Regions from separate parts of the Gossypium arboreum genome. Here regions 1 and 3 are each linked to region 2. The links are chromatin contacts, called in public Hi-C maps. All regions are on one chromosome and are shown on one strand. The core of a region is the stretch at or near the end of the contact, and the rest is flanking DNA. Distances in the headings are between cores, read along the strand shown.

Evidence for each region. A called contact is a pair of places that touch in the nucleus more often than the background predicts.
Region 1: a Hi-C map of leaf shows a contact between it and region 2, with 4 times the contacts expected there. The contact joins the enhancer-like site here to the promoter of LOC108470123 in region 2. A contact is called at or near these places in 2 of 5 Hi-C or Micro-C datasets (both in leaf).
Region 3: a Hi-C map of leaf shows a contact between it and region 2, with 3 times the contacts expected there. The contact joins the promoter of LOC108464807 here to the promoter of LOC108470123 in region 2. A contact is called at or near these places in 2 of 5 Hi-C or Micro-C datasets (both in leaf).

What each region holds. Positions count from the first base shown.
Region 1 is chr8:105,313,272-105,316,815 of ASM2569848v2, forward strand. No RefSeq gene overlaps it. Among protein-coding and RNA genes, the nearest start is that of LOC108464816, 22 kb to the right of the region's middle. Within about 2 kb of position 2,235, at least 2 of the 2 cell types and tissues checked have an H3K27ac peak or open chromatin away from gene starts, as enhancers often do. A contact at or near this core is called in leaf, where this site is marked.
Region 2 is chr8:104,843,955-104,847,594 of ASM2569848v2, forward strand. LOC108470123 (ADP-ribosylation factor 1) reads right to left here and starts at 2,065. Exons shown (of 8, transcript XM_053018106.1): 1 at 1,623-2,065; 2 at 1,463-1,514; 3 at 1,222-1,284. The coding sequence starts at 1,646.
Region 3 is chr8:105,203,794-105,207,219 of ASM2569848v2, forward strand. It overlaps LOC108464807 (CBL-interacting serine/threonine-protein kinase 21), which reads left to right and starts at 1,732. Exons shown (of 15, transcript XM_017765079.2): 1 at 1,732-2,334; 2 at 2,466-2,528; 3 at 2,611-2,682; 4 at 2,783-2,890; 5 at 2,984-3,055; 6 at 3,158-3,211; 7 at 3,362-3,426. The coding sequence starts at 2,173.

The DNA of each region.
Region 1 (3,544 bases), core at 985-3,484, 470 kb after region 2:
TTGAATCTTGGAAAATAAACTAGGAAAGATTTTTTCTAGAACATAAAAGGATGAATGCTCTAACTGTCTATGCCACAGTACTATTTCGTGTTTGACATCCTTATTCCTACTAAAAAGAGCTTGACATTGACTAGGGTCTTAGTTTTCCTCCAACATGTATAAGCCGTTATGCACTCTACCATTGTCAATCCTCTTGCCCGTTTAAAGGTCCTAAAAAACAGAATGGTTAGGGAAGAATTCAACTTTACAATTTAGAGATTTAGTAATGGTGTTAATGGGTAAAAGGTTGACAGAAAATTTAGAAACATAAAGAACGGAAGATAGTAAAATATCGGAGGTACGATTAACAGAACCTAATCCAGATATGGAAGTAAAAGAACCATCTGTTAATCGAACACTATCTTTTGTATAGCATGGGAGTAGTTAAAGAGATTTTGCAAAGACCCTGTCATGTGTCTATTCACTCCAGAATAGATAATACAATATTTAGTATTAAAATAAGCATCAAAGGCAGTACTTGACTTTACAAAATTAGATGTATTGAGGAAGAGCCAAATTGGGACAAGAGACACCTAAGATGCTATACTTCATTTGAAGAAAATGTTTCAGTGGAAGCAATATCTTTGGATGATTCTGTAGTCTCGGACAAATTTTCTTGAGCTCGAGTTGGATTAGCTCGTTTTCCTCCCCTTCCCCTTGTGGGTCGGCCATGAAGTTTCCAACAAGTTTCTTTTGTATTCTTCAGTTTTCCACGAGACTCATACTGCATGTGGTCTTTGTAAGGATTCTTAGATTTTGGGAGCTATCAACAATCAATTTCGCATTTTCAATAGGTGTTGAGTAGGGCATAGCACTCCTATAGCCCTCTTCCCACAAAACATGAGAAAAGGTCTCCTCAAGTGAGGGAAAGGTGTCTTGCCAAGTACTTGAACCCTTACCTGATCATACTCATTATTCAGTCCAGCAAGAAAATAATAAACTTGTTCCTTTGCAATCGATTTTTTTGAATTTGACTTCATTTCCAGTACAATCCGCCCGAAAGTCTTGATATTAATCGAGTCTCGCCACAAAGCACTCAATTTAAAAAAGTATTTGAGAAATGGTCATCTCACCTTTCTTGGTATAGAGAACCTTATTCCATATTTCAAAGAACTGAGCATAATTCCAACCTTCAAGTAAGAGCAAGTGCCTCCCATATCGTTGTTGCAATGTCAAGTAGTAGGTAGGTCTTTTGAAATATGTGGCTCCATGGCATTAATAAACCAAGACCAAACAAGTGAATTCTCCGAGTCCCACTAGTCAAAAGCGAAATCACTTTCTGTGGGTTTTTTAGTCATTCCAATAACATATCCCTGCAAGCTTCTAGCTTTGATGAAAGCCAAACACGAGCTTGACCATGCAAGATAATTATTAGCATCAAGCTTTTTGAGACTAATCTGAAGAAAGATTATTCGAACTAGCAGCCTTATTGCCTCCCAATTAAGAATAGCAATGAATTACGGCAACAACGAAGAGGCAAAACTCCAATGGGATGTGCATCACGCGCAGGCTTATGAGGAAAACTCCCGAAACTGTTGAGGGCGCATGAATCTCCGAAGTTGAAGGTTACGCCGACAAAGAGGTGGCGATCCTTCTGGTGTGGGTGGTCAAAAAAAAAAAGGGCTTAAGGGAGTGAGTACCAAAAGAAATTTCTAGAGTTTTGGGATTTTGAAAAAAAATTGAGAAAAAATTCCTCTCAAATCTAGAATTTTAGCTTGACACCATGTTAAATCAAAGAAAATGAGCAACAAAAGAATGGGAGAAGAATTTCTTATTTTCTCATATATCAATTGTGAAAAAATACAAAGAATTTGTACACATAAACTAAGAAAAGGAAACTAATAATTCTGTAATCCCTAAAAATCAGTAATTACATAATTTCTAAAATCTGCCGTACACTATCAATTAGAATCAATCAATCAACATGTGTAAATAAATGCGAAAGACTAGTCAAATGATCAGATGCACCAGAACCAATTAACCCCTGGTGTAGAAGATAGACAGCTAGGAAAAGCGCTGAAAATTCTACCTCCTTGAGATAGGGAACTACCAGGATCACTAGATACAGAATTGGACTTTAGCAATTCGAGAAGATGATCCACCTGTTCCTTACTAACTGGGATTGTCTTGACCTCATTAGCAAAGGTTGAAGTTTGTGGGTTTTCCACGAATTTTCAAAGAGATTCACAAGTATGATGCTGTATGTTACAAGTGTCACACCAGACCCAAGATTTTCCTTTCATACTCCGTTGGCTGGTAGTAGTATCAAAAGAGACTAGAGCTGAATTCTCAACGAAACTGGTGGAATCTTTTTTACCCAACATAAGAACTATCGACTTTCCTTTCCTAACTTCCGAGAACAATAACTGAGGGAAGTGGTTGTCAGTCGATTATCCGTCCTCTCAAATTTATATTAAGGCCAGCAAGGAACTTGAAGATCTGATCGCTCTTCACGTTTCTCTTGTAATAAATACAGCAATCAGAGCTCTTATCATAATCATTAAACATATCTAAACCCTCTTCCAGGATAAGAAAATACTTACTAATACTGTTTTCTCCCTAATGAAGCTCACTAAATTGCAATCGTAATTCATAAACTTGAGATTTGTTGCCGAGATCAGAGTACATTAGACTTAAATTGTCCCGGGTATCATACACTGGATCTTCCTTTCCTCCAGTCAAAAATATCCTATCTTTCCACTGCCCCAAAAATACATCAAACAGATAGTGACCAATGTAAAACTTTTCTCCATTTTTAAATGAACAATAATATTTGGATCAGATGAGAATCAAAATGGTAAACTTGATTTCACTGTGATTTGGATTCAATTGAAATATCGAACATGATTCACGGGAAGATGAAATAATCATGGATAAATATTTCTGATAGTCAAAGGTTGACAATGATTAGATAGAATCAAGGAACAAGGAACAAGACCAAGAAAAACTGCAGCAATAAAGGCTTGCAATGAGTACACTGTTTTGACTTGAAAAAAGAACAAAGTAAAATGAGATTCTAATCAAACTCAACCTAGTTCTGATGCCATATAAGAAAAAGTAATAAGAATGATGTTCTTAGAAATCAAGCACACTGAATTCTCCAATATTCATTAGCTATATATATAGGTACAAAATGATAAGTATACCCGAGTTTAGATAGACTAAAACTAGAAGATAATTACAGGATAAATATTTAGATAGGTTAAAACAAGAAGATAATAAGATGATATACGTGATAAATACAAAGTAAATTAAAATTAAAAAAATGATAAAAATTCAATCAAATCAAATCAATTAAACTATCTTCGGCTTTGTGGCCTTAGCTAAGCAACAAGTTACACATAATTACTACTACATGAAAGATCTCTTCCCTTCTTTCACAATCAAGTTCTCAGTAATTACTCAATATACATACACAAAACAAAGCAAGAAAAAGAAAATTAAAAAACCAAAACTTCAATATATTACTTCTAATTGCTATCGCAAAAGAGGCTGAATATAAAAT
Region 2 (3,640 bases), core at 815-3,314:
CAATGTAATCAATTTCGGTCTTATACTAAGGCCGCATTTGCCATTGTGGTTGGATGCCAAAAAGTGCTTTCAAACCCAACCACAATGCCAAACTGTTGGCTTTTGGGATTGAAAGTACAGTTAAAAAATACTTTCCACCCAAATGCAAATGCTAGTATTTAGGTACCTTTGACTTTTGGTTTTTGCCTTTAAAAGTAAAATTATCAAAATATTCTCATTTATATTAACTATTTAAAATATATATTAATTTATATTTTATGTCTCATTATATTAAATTATTTAAATATCATTTATCATTATATTTAAAATTTTAAAATATTTCATGTATTTTAAATTTACAAATAATTTATTAATTACTTAAAAAGTATTTAAATTGTATATTTCATGTATAAATTATTTAAATATTACCTAAATTAATTTATTTTTAATTTCCAACATTATGTCTTAATTGAACCTTTTAAGTTTCCACTGCAATTTTTGCTAACAATGTCAAACACTTGAAATTAACAAACGACGCGCACTTTCTCACAACATTTTTTAAAAGCACTTTTTGTAAACCAAACTTTTCAAAAACAATTTTCAATTGCAGAACTAGGCCTAAGAGATTAAATTTTTGACGAAGTCCAATGGCATTGAATAATAGTAAAATTGCATAAGAAATAGGGTTGCAGACAAAGTTAAATTTCCATGGTTTCTTATTTCTCCTATAGGTTGTGGCAGATATCTCTAATTAGTGAAAGTTTTACTTTATCCAGCTTCAAAAAAGTAAAGCTCTGATGATAAAGAGAACATAGTTCTGTAAAATTTTCTTCAAGCTGTTACTTAATAAGCTGTTTTCCCGCAAGAGATACTTAGAACAGATATATAAAGATATAGACTAGAGGTAAAGGATTCATGTAAACTGTGATCTGAAAGCCAGATACGGTTAGTTTATAAAATTAAGTTTTAAGGTAACAAAAGTAAAAAAATATGTTCGTTGAAGTCTTTGATATAAGAACTAGAGGATTTAAAGTATCACAATAAGAACTGTTTCATCTTCCTGACATTTCTGTAAGTTTGAAAGCTAGGGTGCTTCTGATATGATTTTAACATAGATGCATGTTGCGAAAATTTTCCAACTCTTATACCTTCGAACAATCAAATCGATAGGAAAATATAATCAAAATTACAGGACATCGCTACATGTTAAAGATGTGGATCAAGGAATACTGGTCTGCATACCTAAATCCCAAACTTGAAATTTGATGTTATTGTACTGTACTGTTTCGACATTAAATCCAATTGCTGCACCATAAAGAACATAACAAATCTAATATCAACTCTTAAATATTAAAGAAACCTTTGATCTACTTAATTGAAAATCAAAACTTATCCATTCTATCTCCCCACAACATATCAAAATGCTCAATAATCCCGCTTCACACAAAAAAAGAAAAGAGAGAATAGAATAAGAACGACTAACTTGGAATTGTGGAGACAACTTCACCCATCTGAAGCCGATCTGCAACCAAACCCTCAAATTATAAAGAGAGAGAGAGAGAGAAAGGCCATTTCATAAATCACGGCAGGAAAAAATGGGTAGCGCTTAAAACATTAAAAAAAAAGGGGATGAGAAATAATACAAAGAATAGTGGTTTTGCCAGCATTGTCAAGACCGAGAACAAGGATCCGAGCCTCCTTGTTTCCCAATAGAGAAGAGAACAATTTTGTAAACAGAATACCCATCTCGTAAAAAAAATGGAAAAATCACTCAATATCAGTGCATGAATTTTGGATCAGATCTCCAAAGCAGCACCCCTGTACAAAAGGAGAGTGCCTGCTTGCAAGAGGAGTTGAGATTTCAATAAGGGTAAAATTGATAATTCAAAAGTAAACGGGTCTGAAATGCAATGCCAGTATATATATTTTTTGGGTGGCTTTTTTTCTTTTCTGATTTTCTCCTACTAATAGAATCGAATCGGAGACAAAAATAGAGAGGACATAGGCAACATTGAAGAAAAGGAAAAGTGGGGTTAGAATCTTATGCGGTGATAGAACCAGTGCAAGCAAATATCTGATTGCCCACGTCATCTTTGGAAATTGTAATACTGAGCAGTTTTATATTTTTTCTCTTTTTCGTTTTTGTATAAAGATTGTAATAATATGAAAAAATTTTATGTATATAATATTTAACAGAAAAATTAATATTTGTACAAAATTTAACAAATAAAATTTAGTATAGATTATTTGTACAAAATGTACAAAATCATATAAAAATTGCATATAGATAAAACTATTAAATAGGCTATTTGTATAAAATCAAATAGATTATTTGTACAAAATACATAAGTTTATATAAAATTTAACAAATAAGATTAATCCTTATATATATTTTTAAAACTAATCCTTATATTAAATAGATTATTTGTACATATAATTAATTTTTATATTGTTGATGTTTATTTTACGTTTTATGTTTGAGGTTGATTTTTATATTGTTCATGTTTATTTTACGTTTTATGTTTGAGGTTTATGATAGTCTTTCTTAATAATGTCTTCTCCAAATTTCAAATATTTATTCTCTCTTTAAGAGTACAATGTACTTAAGGTAAACCCTAAAAAACTTTTCTCTTTTTTTTTTTCTCTCAGTCGTTTGCTTCTTATTTTTTGTTTTACTCAGCGACGGTGTCAACCTCTAAGCGGGCTATCACCCGCCTTTTTCCTCTTGCATCAACACTTTCTTTCTTTCTTTTTTTATTTCACTACACACGTCTTCTCTCTTTTCAATTTGCAGATATATTTTGTGGATATATTTGGTGTCTTTACAAGTTGTGATGGATAAATGATAGTGCCTATCAATCACTAAAATTCCACCAGCCACCAATAGTTTTTCTTGGAAAGTGGGTCACTCTTCGTCAACTTCTTAAAATAATAAATAATTTCACATGTCGATTTAGACTCATGTTGTCTTAAGTTTTATATATATATATATTTTTCTATTGTTTAATAAGTTTTCAGTTTTATAAGTTTTTGCTTGCTCTTGTGGCACATTTTTTAGTTTTGCTTTTGCATGTAATCTTAATTTTACAAATGATTTTAGGGACAATTTTGTTGACATCCTCTAGTTTGGTGAATGCTCAATTATTTGTCGATTTTTGCTCGCTGCTTTGGGCCATTTGAGGCTGGTTTCCTTATCGTATTAAGTGTTTGCAATCACTCGATATGTAGTACTTGAGTTGTGATAAAGCCAATTGCCAACATGTCATAATGTTCTATTGATGCTGTGAATAAAGCCTTTGTTGTGTTGATGGAGCTTGTCCTTGACCATTTACGACGAGTGATTGTTCTTTTTTTTCAAAAAAAAAAAAAGAAAGTACAATGAACCTTAACATTGCAGAACACTTACTATTATTTTGTAAACAAATCCTTATATTAAATTGATTATTTCTACATAAAACTTGAGAATGTAATATAAAAGGAAATCAAATAAATATTATTACGAAAAATATATGAAAATCATATAAAAGAAAAAATATTAAACATTAACTATTAATTACAATTTTTTTGAGTATTTAATATTTTTAAATATGAATAAATTCATAAAAATATAAAATATCATGTATTTGAAAATATATATTTATATTTATAAAATTATATAAAA
Region 3 (3,426 bases), core at 482-2,981, 360 kb after region 2:
TGACTTGGGCTTTTGAAGAGTCCTACCATGTGATTGTGATCGTGCATGTTAACTCCTTCACAATTTATGGCTACCCTTCTCCACCCCTAGGAGCTGTCTTCATTTTATGTGTTTTGAGCTGTCCCTACATCCTTATAAATTTTAAGGAAATCTCAAATGTGGCTAATATTATTCCTCTAGAAATGGGTGTAAGGCATATTAATATTTTCAATGATTTATGATTAGCTTGGTTCGACCGAACAAATAAAACATTTAGGCTCAGTTTACAAAAAATCCAATTGATAATACATTTATAATTACCACTTATATCATAATCATAAATCTTTTTTATTTACAAATTCGAAATAGAAATAAGAACGATTTCAAACTATTAATCAATTAAATAATATGAGAAATACGTTGAATATTTGATGAAAACATGAAAGAAATAGGAATTAAATTAAAATAAAAAAAGAAATGAAATCATAGCAAAAAGATGTGGTATTAGGTCATTTGTCCTACATGCGCAAATCAAAATCGGGCGGATCTTTACTCGGGGTACAGCATAAACTTAAAAAAATTGAATAAAAAATTGATGAAACTCATTCAAGAACAAGAAAATGATATCGTGATTCGGATTAAATCCCAATGAACAAGAATTGATCAATGAAAAGTTTGTGCAATAAGTTTAGCGAATTTTTTCTATATTATAGATTATAGGAAAACGAGCCAAAACTTAGCTAATCAATCATATCCTGTCACACTAGAAATAATATTCTATATTAGATTTCTTATTGTTTTTGCTGTCAAATTGTCGATTATACACTTCCATACGTGGTTACCAGATATCTAGGGGGAGGCCTATTACAGTGCTTGTTTGCTTTTAGCCAGAATTTTATTAAAAATGGAAGCATATGAATTAGTTCGGATCAATATGGAATTATTACCCATCGCATTCCATATTATGGAATTATTACCCATGCGCATTCCATATTTTCTCCATGGTTGATAATAGTGGGTACAATGCAAATAATTTATGCAGCTTCAACATCTCTTGGTCATAGGAATTTAAAAAAAAGAATAGTCTATTCCTCCGTATCTCATATGGGTTTTATAATTATAGGAATTGATTTGATAACTAATACGGGTCTCAACGGAGCTACTTTACAAATAATGTCTTATGGCTTTATCGGTGTTGCATTTTTTTTCTTGCCAGCAATGAGTTATGATAGAATGCGTCTTGTTAATGTATCTTGTTTATCTTGACGAAATGGGTGGAATAGTCTTTTCGATTCCAAAAATATTTACGATATTCAATATCTTATCCATAGATTCTCTTGCATTACAGGGCATGAGTGGTTTTGTTGATCTTGAAAATGAAATGAATAAAGAAAATATAATTTTGACAGGGGTCTTGTTCATGGCATTCAAGTCAATCCTCCAAGTTCTATTGATGCCTTCTCTTCAGAGTTCACACTGATCGAATCAAAAGAGTTGGGCTGGTCCTGAAATGTGAGAAATGTGATTGGAATTAAAAAATGGAAAAATTCATTATCAAATCTCGCACCAACTACTATATCTTGCATAAAAAGCAGTGAAGAAGAAAATGACGAATACCGAAAACAAAGAAATAATGATGAGGCAGGAAAAAAAATTCAAGTAGAAATATAAAAGATGGGGAGCACATTTAAATCATGGCAGTTCTAATCCAAGACCAAGTTGAGACTAAAGATTGAGAAAATAAAAGCACGCCAAAGAAACTCTAGTTTTGACACAACGGCTAACTTCCATTCAAATTCAAAACATGCAAACTTCAGTCTCACCAACCAGCCGTCTCATCTTCCCTTCCATGCAATCTGAAGCTCAAGCAAAGTTTTCAACCACTTCATAGGTTGAGGACAATATTATTACACTTTAAGAATTATAATAATTCTCATATCTATTAGGCTTTTTAAGAACACGCAGACATGAAAGTAGCCAATAAAACGCATGTGTTACGACCTTCCAACTTAAGCCAAATCAGATTTGTTTTTACAATAGATTTGGAGCATACAGGATACAAGGAACATCTGCAAGGAGTTTAGGAGGAACGACTGATTGTTTCTCTCGGAACAGGGGCAAGGATTGAGATTTCTTGTTTTTCTGAGGCTTACAGGAGAAGATTAGATTTGACTTTCGTTTTTGAAATATATTATGGGGCTTGCAACAACTATAGGTAAGTATCAGCTAGGTAGAACTATTGGAGAAGGTACCTTTGCCAAGGTCAAGCTGGCTGTGGATACCACCAACGGTCATCATGTTGCCATCAAGATTATCGATAAGGCCATGGTGCTGGAAAGCAATCTCAAGTATCAGGCGAGTATCCAACCCTTGCTTTGTTATATGTCTTCTTGTCCTCCTTTACCGTCTCCAACCTGACAAATATTCCAAAAGAAATATATATATATATATATATTGCAGCTAAGAAATCAATACTCAAATTTCAGGTACAAAGCGAGATCCGGACCATGAAGCTTCTACATCACCCCAATGTTGTAAGAATATATGAGGTATGTTTTTGTTTTCTGGATTGATCGACTGGTACCAATTCTTGCACCCTAATCTATCATTAGAGGTAAAACCTGGTTGCAGGTTATTGGCTCCAAGACGAAGATATACATAATAATGGAGTACATATCAGGAGGGCAACTTTCAGACAAATTGGTAAGACTTATCAGACTGCACCAGGGATCCAATAAAGTTTTGGTGTAAAGCTTTTCAATTTTCAATTTACAATTTTAATCCTTTTTCCCTTACTATACAGTCTTATGCTAAAAAATTGAGTGAACCAGAGGGAAGAAAAGTTTTCCAGCAATTAATAGATGCAGTGGACCATTGCCATGGAAAAGGAGTCTACCACAGAGATCTAAAGGTATGTCTAACATACAGTTTTTCTATCTTCACAAATGAGCAAAGAAAGGTCACTTAAACCAATTAACATTTGGAATCAATCGTTTCTATATAGCCAGAGAATTTGCTTTTGGACAGTAAGGGAAACCTTAAAGTAACTGATTTTGGACTGAGTGCTCTAAGGAAGGTAGCCACAGCCTTTCTATTTACTTAAATAAATTTTCATCAGTTCTGATTAATTCCAAACCATTATTGTGGAAATTTGGCTAAAAGTTCACATGAAGTGCAGCCTGGAGATATGCTAACTACAGCGTGTGGCTCGCCATGCTACGTAGCACCAGAGGTAAGACATATCACTTCTTGTTCATTTGTTCTAAACTGTTTAAATTAACAAGAGAACAAAAGTTCGTAGAGAATTATAGACCAACAGCTAACTGTTCTTTAACAAAGCAATCTTACCAGATTAGGCTCATGATTCATTTTTTGGTAATAGCTACTTGCAAATAAGGGCTATGATGGAGCAGCTGCTGATATTTGGTCTTGTGGTGTCATCCTTTT